Linked DNA regions of Ovis aries: region 1 is linked to region 2. A link is a contact called in public Hi-C data. All regions are on one chromosome and are shown on one strand. Each heading gives the region's core, a stretch centred on a gene start, on an enhancer-like site or on the middle of the called end of the contact. The rest is flanking DNA. Distances are from core to core; before and after follow the strand shown. Region 1 overlaps GPR3 (G protein-coupled receptor 3). Region 2 overlaps AHDC1 (AT-hook DNA binding motif containing 1).

The links. Hi-C and Micro-C count contacts between places; a contact is called where the count stands out from the background.
Region 1: a contact with region 2 is called in a Hi-C map of muscle, with 2.5 times the contacts expected there. The contact joins two enhancer-like sites. A contact is called at or near these places in 3 of 16 Hi-C or Micro-C datasets (mixed tissues, muscle and tail adipose tissue).

What each region holds. Positions count from the first base shown.
Region 1 is chr2:239,613,426-239,620,779 of ARS-UI_Ramb_v3.0, reverse strand. GPR3 (G protein-coupled receptor 3) reads left to right here. Exons shown (of 2, transcript XM_027965442.3): 2 at 1-7,354. WASF2 (WASP family member 2) reads right to left here. Exons shown (of 10, transcript XM_060410636.1): 10 at 6,242-7,354. Among named protein-coding and RNA genes, the nearest start is that of GPR3, 7.7 kb to the left of the region's middle. Within about 2 kb of position 4,504, at least 18 of the 54 cell types and tissues checked have an H3K27ac peak or open chromatin away from gene starts, as enhancers often do.
Region 2 is chr2:239,498,586-239,505,411 of ARS-UI_Ramb_v3.0, reverse strand. It overlaps AHDC1 (AT-hook DNA binding motif containing 1), which reads right to left. Exons shown (of 7, transcript XM_042245109.1): 6 at 5,540-6,826; 7 at 1-4,579. The coding sequence ends at 5,583. Among named protein-coding and RNA genes, the nearest start is that of WASF2, 13 kb to the left of the region's middle. Within about 2 kb of position 1,376, at least 16 of the 54 cell types and tissues checked have an H3K27ac peak or open chromatin away from gene starts, as enhancers often do.

The sequences.
Region 1 (7,354 bases), core at 3,255-5,754, 110 kb before region 2:
GCATTTGAGGACAAAATTGGGCAGGACTCTGAATTGCAGTTTTGGAACCAAAAAGAACTTGTTCACCAGGTACAGGCAGGAGTAGGTTTGGGGTGTGGCTGAAGAGGAAGCTCGGACTACCCCAAACCCACATCTACCCAGATGGGCGAAGCCTGGAGGTGGGGCCCTCAGAGCACCCCTATTGCACAGATGGGGAGACTGTTTCCCTGGCCAGAGAGCTTTTGCCTGATGTTCAAGACTCCTCCCCAATAGCAGCCACAGGAATCCAAGGGGAGTGGGCATACCAACAGGGCTGGGTCACAGCTGGCAGAGGGCGGGCCTGGGCTGAGCTACACACAGTGCCAATCCAGGCCCAAAGTGGGGAGGCTCCACCAGGTCAGGTTGAGGCTTACCTCCTCTCCCCACCTTCCTGGAAGGTCCCTGGGAAAAAGGTCCCCAGTCAGGAAGCACCTGTCCCATGCCAAACATCTCACACAACATCACCATGGCCCCTTTGGTGGGGGAGGGGTACTATTGCTTTCCCCATTTTACAGAAGAGAAAGTTGAGGCTCTGAGAGTAATGAATTTTCATTTATTCATTGCTGTCCTTGTGGGCAGTGTAAATTCTAGCTGGAGGACACAGTAATAAAGACAGGAACTAAAATATGATAATGTCAGAGTGATATATTCTCAGAGACAGAGCACAGGGAGCGGATGTAAGCTTTAAACGAGGGTGCCCCTTGGAACCTCCCTGGCAGTCCAGTGGTTAGGGTTCAGCTTATCCACTGCTGCTGGGGACCCATGCTGGATCCCTGGTCAGAGAACTAAGACACTGCAAGAGATATGGAGTGACCTAAAAGTAAAGAAAAGATACGGATGCCCTCAAAATCCTCACTGAAAGTGACATTTGATTTGCCTAAAGTCACACAGTTAAGAGCTGAGCTGACCTGAGGGTTGAACCAGGTCCTTGTGACTTCCAATCTGTTTCTTTCCTGGATGAGGGAATTGGTTTCAGGAGCAGCTCAGAAATAGCAAGCAAGGAAACCAGGGCAGGGAGCCCTGTCCTGGGCTAGGGAAAGTTTTGGGGGTCTCCAGGGCACCCCTAGACCTTTGGGAGGGGCAGTGTAGGAACAGGCCTACTGGCTGCCTCAGCCACACTCCCAAGGAGCACCCACCAAGGTCTCGAAGGAGCAGGGCCAGGGGCCCATCCCATCCTCGGAGGGCTTGGCTCTCGGCCCCCTCCTTGCTTCTGGCTCCAGGGCCCAGCAGGGCCAGCCTCATTTGTGGTGGACCCTCATGCCGTTGAGTCCTCTGTCTCTGTGTAGCTGTGAGGTGGCGCTCAGACATTTCTGGAAGCCTGCATCTTCAGTCTCGGCCTTGAGTCCTGGGCCCACATGAGGGTGTCTGAGCCTGTCCCCGGGTTGGGGTTTGTGTGCAAGGTGGGGCCTGTTGGCTTCTCCTTCCTCCTGGGATTCTGCAGCTACATCTCAGGTCCTCCCTGTACCCCAAGTCTGTGTTTCCTCCAGGAAGCCTCCCTGGCTCAGCCCTCCTGTGGCTGTGAAGATGAAGTTTATACACCTTGCTACACTTCTCCTTAGTAAATATTTACAGAGAAGTTTTACCTTCCTCATCAGAATGGGGGCCTCTGAAGGCTGTGTCCCAGCTCCAACTGAAGGTCCCTGAGAGAAGGGACATGTCTGCCCCTCAGATTGAAGCCGTCTGCGTCTCTTTCAGGCTCAGACTTCTCAGTCGGGGGCTGCTCATCACGTGTGCATGCACGTGTGCGTGTATGCCTGTGTGTGTGTTTTTCAGGGTGGGGAGTAGCCAAGCCTTCCAGCCTCTCTGCCTTAGCCAGCTGTCCAACTCCATGCCTGATCCCCCCAAGTGATTGAGGCCCAGGAGGGTGAGCTGGGCAGTGGGGGCTCCCTGGCTTGGAGGAGGCAAAGGCTGGGGCCCGGAACCCTGCCTTCCTGCAGGGGTAGGCCTTAGGGTGGGGCTGGGGCCCTTCTCTCCTCCCCTTCTTCCCAGGTCCTGTGGAGGGGGCAGCCCCCACCAGGGCCATGACCGCTTCTCCCTGCAATAAGTGAGGAGACAGCAGCTATTAATATAAGATGAGTTCACGGGCTCACAGCTTCTGCAGGCTGGAAAACAGGCTCCTGGGGCCGGGGGCTGCGGCAAGTCTCGTCTGTCAGATTTTCTCCTGGAGCCTGAAACCTGCCAACCCCACACCCCGCAACTCCCTACATGCGGAGACATGTGTGCACACAGGCATGTGCACACAGGCACACACGTGGGGGTCCAGGTTCCTGGCTGTTGAGAGAAGATCCACACATGCACACACACCCAGACACGCACGTATGATCAGTGTGTCTGCACACTGGTGTGAGCACCTGTGCACACAGATGTATCACATGTACACAGACCATGTCAGCCTCAGGTGCACGTGTTCTCATGCAGAAGCACACACCTAAATGCATGCACATGCCCCTGCACAAATACGTACGCACACAGACACACAGCCTTGTATATACATGTGTGCACATAGGTCCAGGCACGCTTGCATGCCCAGACCGATCTGCACACCACGGCACACCCACATATATACAGACACAAAGCTGCCCGTGTGCATACAGATGGCATCAGTCATGTATACACATGCACACAGGACTACATTCAAGGACTTGTACATGTACATATATGTGTACATGCATGTCTTTTGCACAAGTGTACAGTCACACAGGCTCCACACTGTCAGTGTTCAGCAATCATGAATTCACAGGCAGACCCTTGCTTTCCAGCACTAACCGGCTGGCTCAGCCTCCCCTCCCCCCAGCCTCATGACATGCAGCTCAGGCTCCTGCCAACCCCAATGTCTGCCCTTGGCTTCCCACCCCCCGGGGGGTCCCCAGATCCCTGATTAACCCCCTCACTAATTGGCCACCAGCCCCTTGACTTTGCTGCAGGCCTTCTCCGGAGCTGGGAGCGAGAGGCTGCAAATTGGCCAAGCAGGTTGGGTCTGGGGAATAGAATGCGAGGCAGGGCGGGGGTGCTATGAGCTCAGTGCTGAGCTGGAGCCAGGGAGGGTGCCCCTATACCAGGACTGGGGGGACACTGGCATCGTACCCTCGTGGGAGGGCACTTAGGATTCACATGCATCCAGTCACCTGAGCTTTCGCTGCACGCACTTTCACGCACACTAGTCATGTGGGTGGACATGCTCCAGCCCATTTCACACAAATGCATGTGAACATTTGCACACACCCACACTCAGGAAAAACCCCATTAATCAAAATCTTACATGTTGATAAATTCACCTGTCAGATACACAGAGACCACTGATATATGTACATCCTAACACACTTCACCTAAATGCCCAAATGTGTCATATGTATATCTGCTTGCAAACACAAATTTACTTGCTATACATGCCTATGAATGTACACCTAGGTCTACCTGTAGGCATGTAAGAACATACATCCACACCTGTACATGCACACCCAGAGTGCAGGCATGTGTGTGCCTACCATGATGGACCCCCAAATAGCCACAGAATAAGAACTCCCACAGCCAGCCACCAGCTTTGCGGAGGAACAGGGAGTTTGAAGTTCCTGCGGTCTACAGGGAGAGGGGTGTGTGTTGGGGGCAGGGAGTGGTGGAACTTGCCTAATACCTAAGCCCAGTACTCCCTCTGGGTTCTCCTCAGCCTCGGGGCTCCCAGACGGGACAGAGGTTCTGGCTTTGCTTCTCTAGTTCCTGTCTCCTTGGCTCTGGGCCTGAGCCCACAGCGAGTTCTGCTTTCTTGCAGACAGCCAGGGGCATTGGAAAGCGGAAGGTTTCTACTTTCATGCCTGCTGCCAACTTGCTGTGTGACTTTGGGCAAGTTGCTGTACCTCTCTGTGTGTCTGCCTTTCCAACTGTAAACTAGGAATAAAAAGCCTGGTATTGGCTGTCCTTCCGGGATTGCCTGAGGAGTCCATGGGTTCATCTTTATGGATGTGCTTTACTCAGGCACACGTCTGGGAGAGGTTAGTTCCCAAGACAGCGAGACACGAGTTGTGGTGGGGGGTCGGTGTTGGGCAGAATACCTAATCCTGTGCGACTCCTCACTGAACAGGGGAGGGAGCTGAGGCCCAGAGGGAGCTGCAAGGTGGGAGCTAGAAAACCTGGCCTGACTTCTCAGCCAGGAAATCTCCTCCTCCTTAAATACATACGCAGGGCATGAGCAGGTGTGTGCACAATCCCCCAGGTAAGGGCAGGGATGCCTGCCTGCTGCAGTGGGAGGGTGTCTCTGCAGAATGCCTGCCACCATGGTACCGAGCATTCTACCAGGAAGAGATTCTTTTGGGTGTGAAAGGCTAATTTTTTTGTCCTCTAGCTTCAGACCCCTCATAAGACACTTCTCCTGGGGCTAAGGCTGGCTTTGGGGAGCACCTGAGACATCTCCTAGCTTCCAGATCTAGGAGGGAACTGGCTGACAACCACCCTGGAGCAGCACTTACGGAAGTGGTGCCAGCTTGCCCTGGCCACCAGGCGGCCAGGAGGGGGCAGTGAGGAGCTGGCAGAGGCAGCACAGGAGGGGTGGCTCCTGAGGACTGTGTGGTTTGCTTGCGCTTGTGATCCTGTAACCGTGTGCTGCTCTGTGCTCTTGTTTGCACAAAGATAGGATTCTGTGTGCACGTGTCTCCATGTCTGAGTGTGCACAAATGCTAGCATCTGAACAGGTGTGCGCATATACTGAAGCTGTGTCTGTTGGAAGCCCCTGCCCATACACAGGGAGACCACTGTGTTCCAGGCAGTTGAGGGCACAGGGCACTTCTAACTCTAAAGGTCTAGGATAGCAGGGCCCCCAGTCCAGCTCACTTATTGCAAAGCGAGAGCAAAATCAACCATCATTTATAAAACTAGGCACCAGCGGGTAGGTAGGGCAGTCTGTAACAGAAAACCTTTCACACACCCCTCTGACACCAAAGATCATGATCCTCGATGGAAAGATTCTGAAAATGGTTTACGCTGCGTGGTGGGCAGAACACGAGAGACCCCCGCGCGAACTGCAGCTCTGCTTTTGGTCAGCTATGCGGTCTTAGGCAACTCAACCTCTCCGAATCATGTTTCTCAAGCGTCAAGTGGGACCTTTGGTTGGTGAAATAAAGCACAGGCAGTCTCGGGCAGGTAGTAGTTGAATGCTCCTTCTTTTCACTAGCCCAAAGAGCTGAAGCTCCCAAGTGGAGGAGCTGGAATTTAAGTCAGACTCCCAGCTGCCCAGAACCACATTCCTTCCCTCCAATTCTCCAGCAAGGGCGGCTCCCGACACCACCATTTTGTCTTCTCCCAGGGCGGGCGTCTGGCTGCCTGTCAGTCACCGACCTCGGGAAGCCAAGTGCTGACTAAACAGAGGCCTGAGCAGGAGGGTGGGGTGAGGGGCTCCGCCAGGGCCAGCAGCTCCCGCGCCCCCTCCCCTGCACCCCCACCCCCAGCGATGAGCTCAGAGTGGCTGGCGCAGCACTTGCTGACGATTCAAAACTTCTGCCCCCTCTCCTGGGATGCCAGTGGGTGACTCTCTCGCAACAGCAGGCGTGACCAGCCGAGTCACCAACCCAGCTCCCACCCCTCTCCCGGGGCCGCCCCACACCGTCTGTCTGCTGGGCTCAGAACAGGGAGTCTGCTCATCAATTACCCCCGGGGACAGCTACTCGCAGCAGCTGTGCTCGGAACAACCGTTGCTTCCTGGGTAGGTCATTTTTTTAGGGTCAGAAGAGAAACCCAGACCTGTCGCCTTCCCAGGCAGGAGAGAGAGGGGGCGTGCGGCAGCCTAACCCTTTTATCGGATTCCACTGTAAGTCGTTCTATTTAAGGTAAGTTGCTCGGGTCTGAGAGGCAGACAAGATGCCGGCCAGATGCTGGCAGGCAGCATCAGCATTCTCCTGCCTGATGTGAGGCCCCCCCCCCCCCGCCCTCCCGTGCCCCAGCACACCCTTCCCAGGCAGCTGAGGTGGCCTCCACGTGCCCCCCCACCATGGGTCTCCTCCTAAATCAACACCCCCACCTCCCACACAGGGCGCACCAGCCAGAGGCAGAGGCCCCGGGCCTCTGAGCCCACCCACACCGACCTCCCTCTGGAGCTCTGGCCACCACCTGTGGCTATCAATGTTGCCCCCTTGGAACTGCTTCTCCCATTACACAGATACAAGTGCGCGCTCGCACACGCACACACACATACACACCCCCCAGAGGTGGCTGCATGGTTACAAAGACTTTCATCAGATTATTTAAAATGTTGGCATTTATGTATTCGGAAGTATACATAAAACAATCACACAGAATCCTCAGGTCACTCTGGGAGCTAACGTGCCACACACATGAACCCGGCAGGGACTCACGTGAGCCCAGGCTTGGAGGCACGGGACTGAAAAGCTGGGTGTCCTTCTCTTCTAAGGGCCTGAGAGCAGCAGGGGAAAGAGGAAAGGGTCACTTCAGGGGTCTGGCTCAGCCCCACTGCTCAGATCTCAGTTGCAGCTCCTGTCCCATCTTCAGGGGAAGGGGCCCCATCTTCAGACTGTACCCCACGACATACAAGCCTAGTCCCTAACATCTTCATGTGGCAAACACACCCAAGAATAATCCACTGGACCAGGTCCTTATAAATATATTTATATCAGAGAAAACAAGGCACTTTGGGAGCGTTACGGCTCACTCTCCTACACATACATCATTCTAGACAGAAAGTAAAAACTGGTTAGTTTCTCAAATGAGTTAACTGAGTAAAGTTAATACAATAACAAAATTGCTCCCTAGCCCTTCCTGAGGCACGGGATGAGGTGCATCTCTGGGCAACCCCTGGTATCCCAGGTCAGCTGGACCCCGGCAGAGCTCAAAGCCTGACGAGCCCAGGAAGCCTGACAACTCTCCTGAGCAGAAGCCCCTAGCCTTGGGGCGCTGCCCTCCTCCCCAAGCAGGTGAGGGGGTGCTGCAGTGGGAGGCAGGCAGAGAGCAGAGCTGGGACACGGTGGGAATGCTTAAGCAGGGTCACCAAAGCCACAGAGACCTCAATCTGTCCGAGCTGGCACTGCAGAGCCGGAGGATCGGCGCCACGGGAAGAGATTTCACATTAGCCCTGACAACACTGCCTCAGCTCTGCGGTGACATTGGCCAGGGTCGTTTCTGAGGGGCACACGAGCTTCCGTTGGAGGCGAGCTGGAGCTCAGGCCAGCTGCTCTGAACCTCCAAGGGATCGCTGAGCCTGCCCCCTCCCCATGGCTGCTCCTTTGGAATGTACTCATCTCACAACCAAGGCAGAGCCACAAGTCACTTCTGACACTGCCGACTGGAAGCTGGGCCCCTGGGCCACAGGAATGGGGGCAGGTCCCCTGGGCTGGGC
Region 2 (6,826 bases), core at 127-2,626:
CCCAGGAAGAGCTGTCACAGCTGCATAAAGGGCTGCAGATTAACTGTGCCTGGGAAGGATCCTGGAAAGCTTCTTGGAGGAGGTGGTGTCTGAGTGAAAGATAGGACCTGACAGGTGGGAGATGGATGATGGCTAGGAAAGGGCACCCCAGGCCAGGGAACAGCCAACGCAAAGGTGCAGGCACGCTGGGAAGGGGCCTGGAAAGCTCTCCAGACCCCAGTCTAGGGCTGGGAAGGGAGGATGTGCGCGGCCTCGAATGCCTAGAACACCAGGATAGGAGGCTGAAGGGCTGAGGGGGCAATCAGAAGGTGTTACGCAATGAAGCCACAAGAGCAGATATGTCTGAATCAATTCATCCAGTAAATATTCGGGAGTGGGGAGCTGTCCAGACACAGCATCCCACAAACCTGAAGGATATTTGGCAGCCACAGCGGGGGTATGGGCTCCAGGGGAGGACAGATATTGGGGCAGAGACCTGCCAGGTGCTGGCTGGGCTGACCCAAGGTTATAGCTTCTGAAGCCTCGAGTTTGTTCAAGACTCATTTTGCTGCCCCGCCCCTCACCGGAAGCTCTTCCTGCCAGTCCTGCCCCTGGTTCAAGAGGGTGGTCTCTGGTATGTCTGGTGGGAGCGTCTCAGTCCCTCCCTTGGTGAGTGTTGCCCACATGGATGCTCGTAATGAACACCTGCTTAAAGGCTGCAAACTCCATGAGGGCAGGACACTGCTCATCTTGTTCAGTGGCTCCTTTAGCACCACACGCAATGCCTGGCTCAGGCTAGGTGGTTCATTTGTGTGGGTTGAACCCAGAATTAACCTACTTTCTCCTGCCCTCCGGCACCAACTGAGGGCACTATGGTAGCCAAAGATAGATGACAAAGAGACAGGAAATCTTTTTCAGATGATCTGGACTGAGACAGAACTGGTATGGGTAACTATGTGGAGAGTTTCCAGCCGACCTGGATCACGCAGCAGTCTGGGTCCTATTGCCCATCAGGCTTTAGGTCCGCTGGGGTGGGACCTGTGACTCACCTTGACTCTGGACGCCCCCAGGGAGGACTCAGCCCCACTGTTAAGGCATGTAACCAGGTGGAATTTCACAGTTTCCCAAACCCAAAGGCCCCAAACCTACATTAGAATACAAGCTCCTTCCCAGGAGGGATGCTGGGGAAAGCAGGTGAAGGAGGGCTGGCTACAAGAGTCCTGAGCTTGGAGAAAAGGGTCAGAGGTGTGTGACTCATGCAGACTGCGAGGAGGTATGTTATTCACTCATCTACCAACCACTGATTACGTGCTTCCTGCGTGCCAGGGACTGGGCTAAGTGCTTCACGGGTAATCTCATTTAATTCTCACAAGAGACACAGTGAGGTGACATGACTCACCAGGTCACATGGCTGGGAAGGGATGGAATCGGGCTCTGCACAGAGGCCTGTCTGCACCCACAGGCCTGTTCCCAGCCACCACCCTGCAGCCTCCCTGGGTTCTTCCGGGTCCGCAGGGATGCGGGGAGATGGGAGAGGAGGGGCCTGAGAGGGCATGCTCACAGAGGTTACATTTCCAGGAAATAAGGGCTCAGAACAAGAAGGTCTGAAAATGGCTGCAGGAGAAGCGAGAGATAGGCCAGGAGAAAGGACAGCACCAGTGGGGAGAGGAGTCCGGGCAAGCCTGCCTGACCCCTGAGGTGTGGGCCTCTTGCTCAGGGCCAGAGGCAAGATCAGGTGACCTCTTGAGGTTTCAAGACAGGGAGAGACAAAGCCCAGAGCAGCCAGGGCCTGGCCCAGGTCCGGGCATGCCTGCTGACCCTGGCTGACTGGTGGCCTTGGAAGCTGCTTCCTGCCCCAGCTGGTATAACCTTGGAGGACCTGTGACATTTCTCTTGGCCTCAGGTCCAGACCCAAGAGGGAATGGGGAAGAGGGGGGGATTCGAGATCCCTGAACACCTTGGAGGGGCCCTTCCCACCCTCACAGCCTGTCCCCAGGGTCTAGAAGGGGCTGATCTTCAGCTGTGAGGGCCCAAGGCGGAGCCAGTCTGTCTGGCTCTGCGTTCCATCTAAGGGACTAGAGAAGATGTTTGCCGGCCTGGGCGCCCCCCGCCCCCCTCCCCCTCTGTCAGCTCAGCTCCCAGACAGTCAGGGCCCACATTCCCCGCTCCGGTTCCTCCCAGCTTTCTTCTTCTCACTCACACTGGGATGTGACCTGCCCCTGCCCACAGCTCCCTCTGCCTGGAACCGCCCTTCCCCCAGTCTCCTGTGTGTCCACAGCTTGCCTATCCTTCAAGGTTGAGCTCAGATGCAGCTCCTTTCACAGAACCTCAAAATCCATTTAAAATGTCAGACCCAGACAGAGCTGTGGGGAGCATCCAACCACTCTGTCATCTTGAGGGTGGAGGATCAGGGGTGCAGGGGACCAGCAAGGCAGAGTATCCAGGATCCATGAGGGTGGGGTGCTGGGTTCAAATTCTGACTCTGCTGTTTCCTACCCGTGGATTCCCTGGGCAACCTTTGGAGCTGCACCTGCATTCCGAGAGATTTGAATCGCTGATGGAAGAGGCAAGTACCCCGACCCCTCAGGCTGCTGTGAAGGGCCAGTGAGGCTGTGTTGTACAAACAGCCCAGCACGAATACATGTCCCTTTTCTTACCAAGGGACAGAGAGGTGACTTCGGGGCCATGGCCCACCTTCCTGGTGCACGAGGCTTGCTTTTCCCTACCATCTCATGCCCAGACGCCTGAGGCTCTTTGTGAGCTTGGGTTAGCTTCCATGGGCCCTTGAGGACAGGGGCTGTGCCTGGCATTGGGACAGGCATCGGAGGGTAGGTGGGGGTGATGCTCAAGATGCGAGGTTGAGCTCAGTGACTGCTCCTGCACCCAGTTCTGGGTCAAAAGGGCTCGCTGCCCTGCTGGTGAAGAGTGTGTCACTGTCCTCCTTGTTTAAGCCCTCTGTTGACAGTGACACTCCCACTGTTAACAAGCACCACTCCCTCTGTTAACTCTTCTTCCTTACCATTCTCCTTCCCTGCATCCCCAACACTTCTCACTCCCCACAATGCTTTTAATCAGTCCTTGGCACTGGGAGTGGGGGCTGCCCAAGATGAGGGCTTATGTGCCATCCTGGATGAAGGGGGGACAGCCTTTCCGCCATCACAGTCCAAGCCAGCACCACTGCTCGCCTGAGCTACCGCGGCTGGTCTCCCTCCTTGAACACCTGCCTGGTCCACCGCCGCCTGCGGTACCCCAGCTCAGAACCCTTCAATGGTTTCCCATTTGTCTTGGAACAAACTTCAAAATCCTTCCAATGGCTGCATGATCTGGCCCTGCCTCCTCACCCCGTCATTAGTGTTACTGTCTTCCCATCAGATCGTCAAAGCTGAGCTGCTTTTGGCCTCCAGGCTTTACCCACTGCTGTTCCCTCTGCCCCCCTCCCTATCTAGCTGACGCGCCCTCATCTTTCAGACATCAGCCTCAGCACCTGGCCAGCTGGCTGCAGACCTTTGCGGCCTCTGACCTTTTCTTCTCTTGCATGGTCCTTCCTATGACCGTAATTACCAAATGCTTTGTGTTCTTGTTTCCTGTCTTTCCCTCTAAACTGGAAACCCCCTGAGGACCAGGGGCTCACTGTGGTGTTCACTGCTGTGTCCCCAACGCCTGGCAGGCAGTGGGTGTTGGATGTATGTATCTGGAACGACTGAGTGCCTCGGTCTGAGGACTAGTGCTGTCAACTCCCAGCTCTGAGTGGGGAGCCGGCCAGAACGTGGGGCTGGATGGTGTCCCAGTTCCTCCTGCGTTCAGGCCTCGCTGGGTGGTTCCATTATGTATCTCACTGAGCCGTGACCTGCCCAAACACCCAGCCCCCACACCGGTTTATTTTCCCACCCAGAGCCTGTGAGGAAAGGTTTTCAGATTATTTCACATTTTCTGGATTATCCACGAGACATCTTCCCTCCAGTGAGAAGGATCAAGAGTTTGACATTTTAAACCCTAAGCAGCTTCTCCCTGGCCTGCTTCAGATCTGTGGCTCTGCTGCCTGCAATGAGGTGCATGGGGAATGGAAGGCCATTTTAATCTTGGTTTGGCTTCATTACGAGGAAAAACATGCTGCCCCCAAGAAAGTCTGGTCCATTCTCTATGCCATGGAGAATTTCAAGAACCCAAGAGATTACCAAAGTCAATTTCCTTCAACAGATGGGGAAACAGAAGTTGGGGGGATGGGGAGAAAGGAGGGGCAAAAGCTTTGTCTATGGCACATAGCAAGTTGGCCAATTGAGGAATGGTCTTTCCCCAGGCCTCCTGACTCCCATGCGCTGCCCTTTGCCATCTCCATGCACCAAGGGAGCTGAGATCAGGAGGAGAGGGGGTAATAAGTTTCCACTGACATGACTTCAGGACCCTGAGTCACCTTGGCCTCGAATGGCCTTCCGCGAGCAGGGATGGGGCTTTCCAGAAGCCCTGTCATTCCTTCTCCAGGAAAAGACATTCCCAGGAGGCTGCAGCAGTCGCAGAGGTGTGGGGCGGGGTGAGAGGCTCAGACAGACCCCCAGCCCATTCCATCACTATCCACCATGTCCAGGTCAGTTCTGCGACAGGTCTGTACCAAGAGGGGGAAATGAAGGGCCACTAATGGCTGCATTTCTGGAGCAGGCTGTTCATCAAGAAAATGATTCCTTCAACTCTGTCCCCTTAGACCATTTTGGGGGCATTTCCCCCTCTTTTATTTTCCTTTTCTTGAACACAAAATCTTAAAGAATACTGAAGGAAGTGACAGTACCTGATAAAACAATATCGAAATACCTAACAATACTTAACTGAATTCTTAAGGAATGAATTTGGTTTCAGGAAAGGGCCTGGGGTTTTTTAGGTAGGCAACATCCTACCTGGGGACAGACCCATTGGCTGGAGGTTCCCAGACACTGAAATCCCAAATACCCCTGTGGAATAATAGCCTTTGAGGTACCCTGCGAGGCCAGAAAAGGACATCCTAGCCACACCCTCAGCCTGGCCTTTGTCAGACTGCATCTTGAATTAAATGAAGTTCCCAGGGAGACAAGGAAGCGGGCAGGATCAGTATCCTAGATGGGCCTTTGTGGGTAATTATCCAACCTGCTTCTTCCTTCATCTGTCTTATGCAGTGATGCAAACACCCTCCCTTACAAGAGGTCAAGTGATAAGTGTGTGCTGGGACTCAGGTGGTCCCTGCTCAGGACCGAGCGTGGCTAAGGAGAATGGACACCTGATGAACCAAACCAGACTGCCCTACTCAGTCTACGGTCCTCCAGCCATTTAAAAAATGGGACCCCTGAATGTCTAAGCCCCAGGCTGGGTTCCCCACCCAAGCACTCACCTCCTCCCTAAGACTGTTTCCAACAGCTAATGCCAGACCCCTTGAATCCCAACTCCCTGCTCTGTTGTTGGGTCCCCAGTCTTGCCCTCCAGTCCTTCTGGCTCGTGGCCATCCTTCTGCCCCCTGCCCAAGCTCTAATGTCTTCACGCTCCCCAGCCCCAGCCCCCAGGCTTCTTCTGCCCACTGCACCCACATCCTCAGACTCACCCAGGAACAAAACCTCGAGGTCCAGTCGGCACTTCAGTTGGCACTACAGGGAGGTGACGGTGAATGTGTCCTCAGGGTGAGGCTCCGCCATGGGCCCCAGGAAGCCGCTCTTGGGGCCCCCACCCAGGCCGGGATGCGCCTGCGGCATAAAGCCTGGATACCTGTAGGCGGTATCCTGCAGGGGCAGCAGCGAGTCCCTCGGCACGGGGGACAGGGTCAAGTCACTAAGAAGTGGGCAGCCATAGGCAGCAGCGGCTGCAGCGGGGCCACGGGGTGGGCCGGGCGGCCGGGCCATCTCCAGCGGCTCCTTGTCGGCCTTGGGTGTGGCCGGTGGGCTAGCCAGGTGTGGGGCACTGAGGCACGCAGCCTCCGTCCTGCCCAGGAAGTCAGCCAGCAGCCCCGAACCCACCTTGCTTTCGTAGGGTGGGCTGCGGGCAGCTGAGCCTGGCGGGTACCAATACGCCGTACCCTTGCAGCTGGGGGAGTCATAGTGAGGCTGGCCCAGCGGCAGGTCCCGGCAGCTCAGGTGGGCCTGAGCTGCAGCCGCGTGGCCCAGGCTGGCCCCCTGAAGCCCATGCTTGAGGGGCTCACAGGCAGCCAGCTTTGTGGGCGGCGGCCGCAGCTCTTCCTTGAAGCCCAGGGTGGGTGAGCAGGTAGGCGAGTACGCCTTCTGCAGGCCTGCGTCAAACACCGTGGGTGGATGGGCCAACGGCGGGAAATGCTTGCCATCCAGCTCAGGGGGCCCCAGGCTAGGTGAGTCGCAGTGGAAGCCTTGGCTGAACGTGCCGTCGGACGGCGTGGATGGGTTCATGGAGTAGGGTCCCATGAAGTCACAGGGGTCGCGCTCGCCCACACTGAAGGCCCTCGACTGGGAGGGCAGCGGGGACATGCTGCTGTCCCCGCTGTAGTAGTCCAGGCCGAGGTCCGGGCTGTCCTGGAACAGGGGGTTGACGGGCTGCGGCTTGGGGATGAACTTGGCTTTGGCCGCCGCCCCACCCCGCTCCTTCTTGGCAGAGCAGGCGCCACCTCCCCGGCCACCCCGAGGCTGCCGGGGCCCGGTGCTCCGTTTGGACGGGTAGCCTGAGGCAGTGGCCGAGGCAGACGACGGGAAGCCCAGATGCGAGGCCTCAAACAGGTCCACCTTCTTCCGCCGTCCACGGCCCGGCTTGGAGCTGCTCTGGAAGAGGACGCTCTGGTTCCAGTTGTAACCGGGGGCGGACGAGGCCTCATTCCAGTCCATCATCAGTTTCTCCAGGCTGGACAGGCTCGACTGGCCCTCGCTGCTCG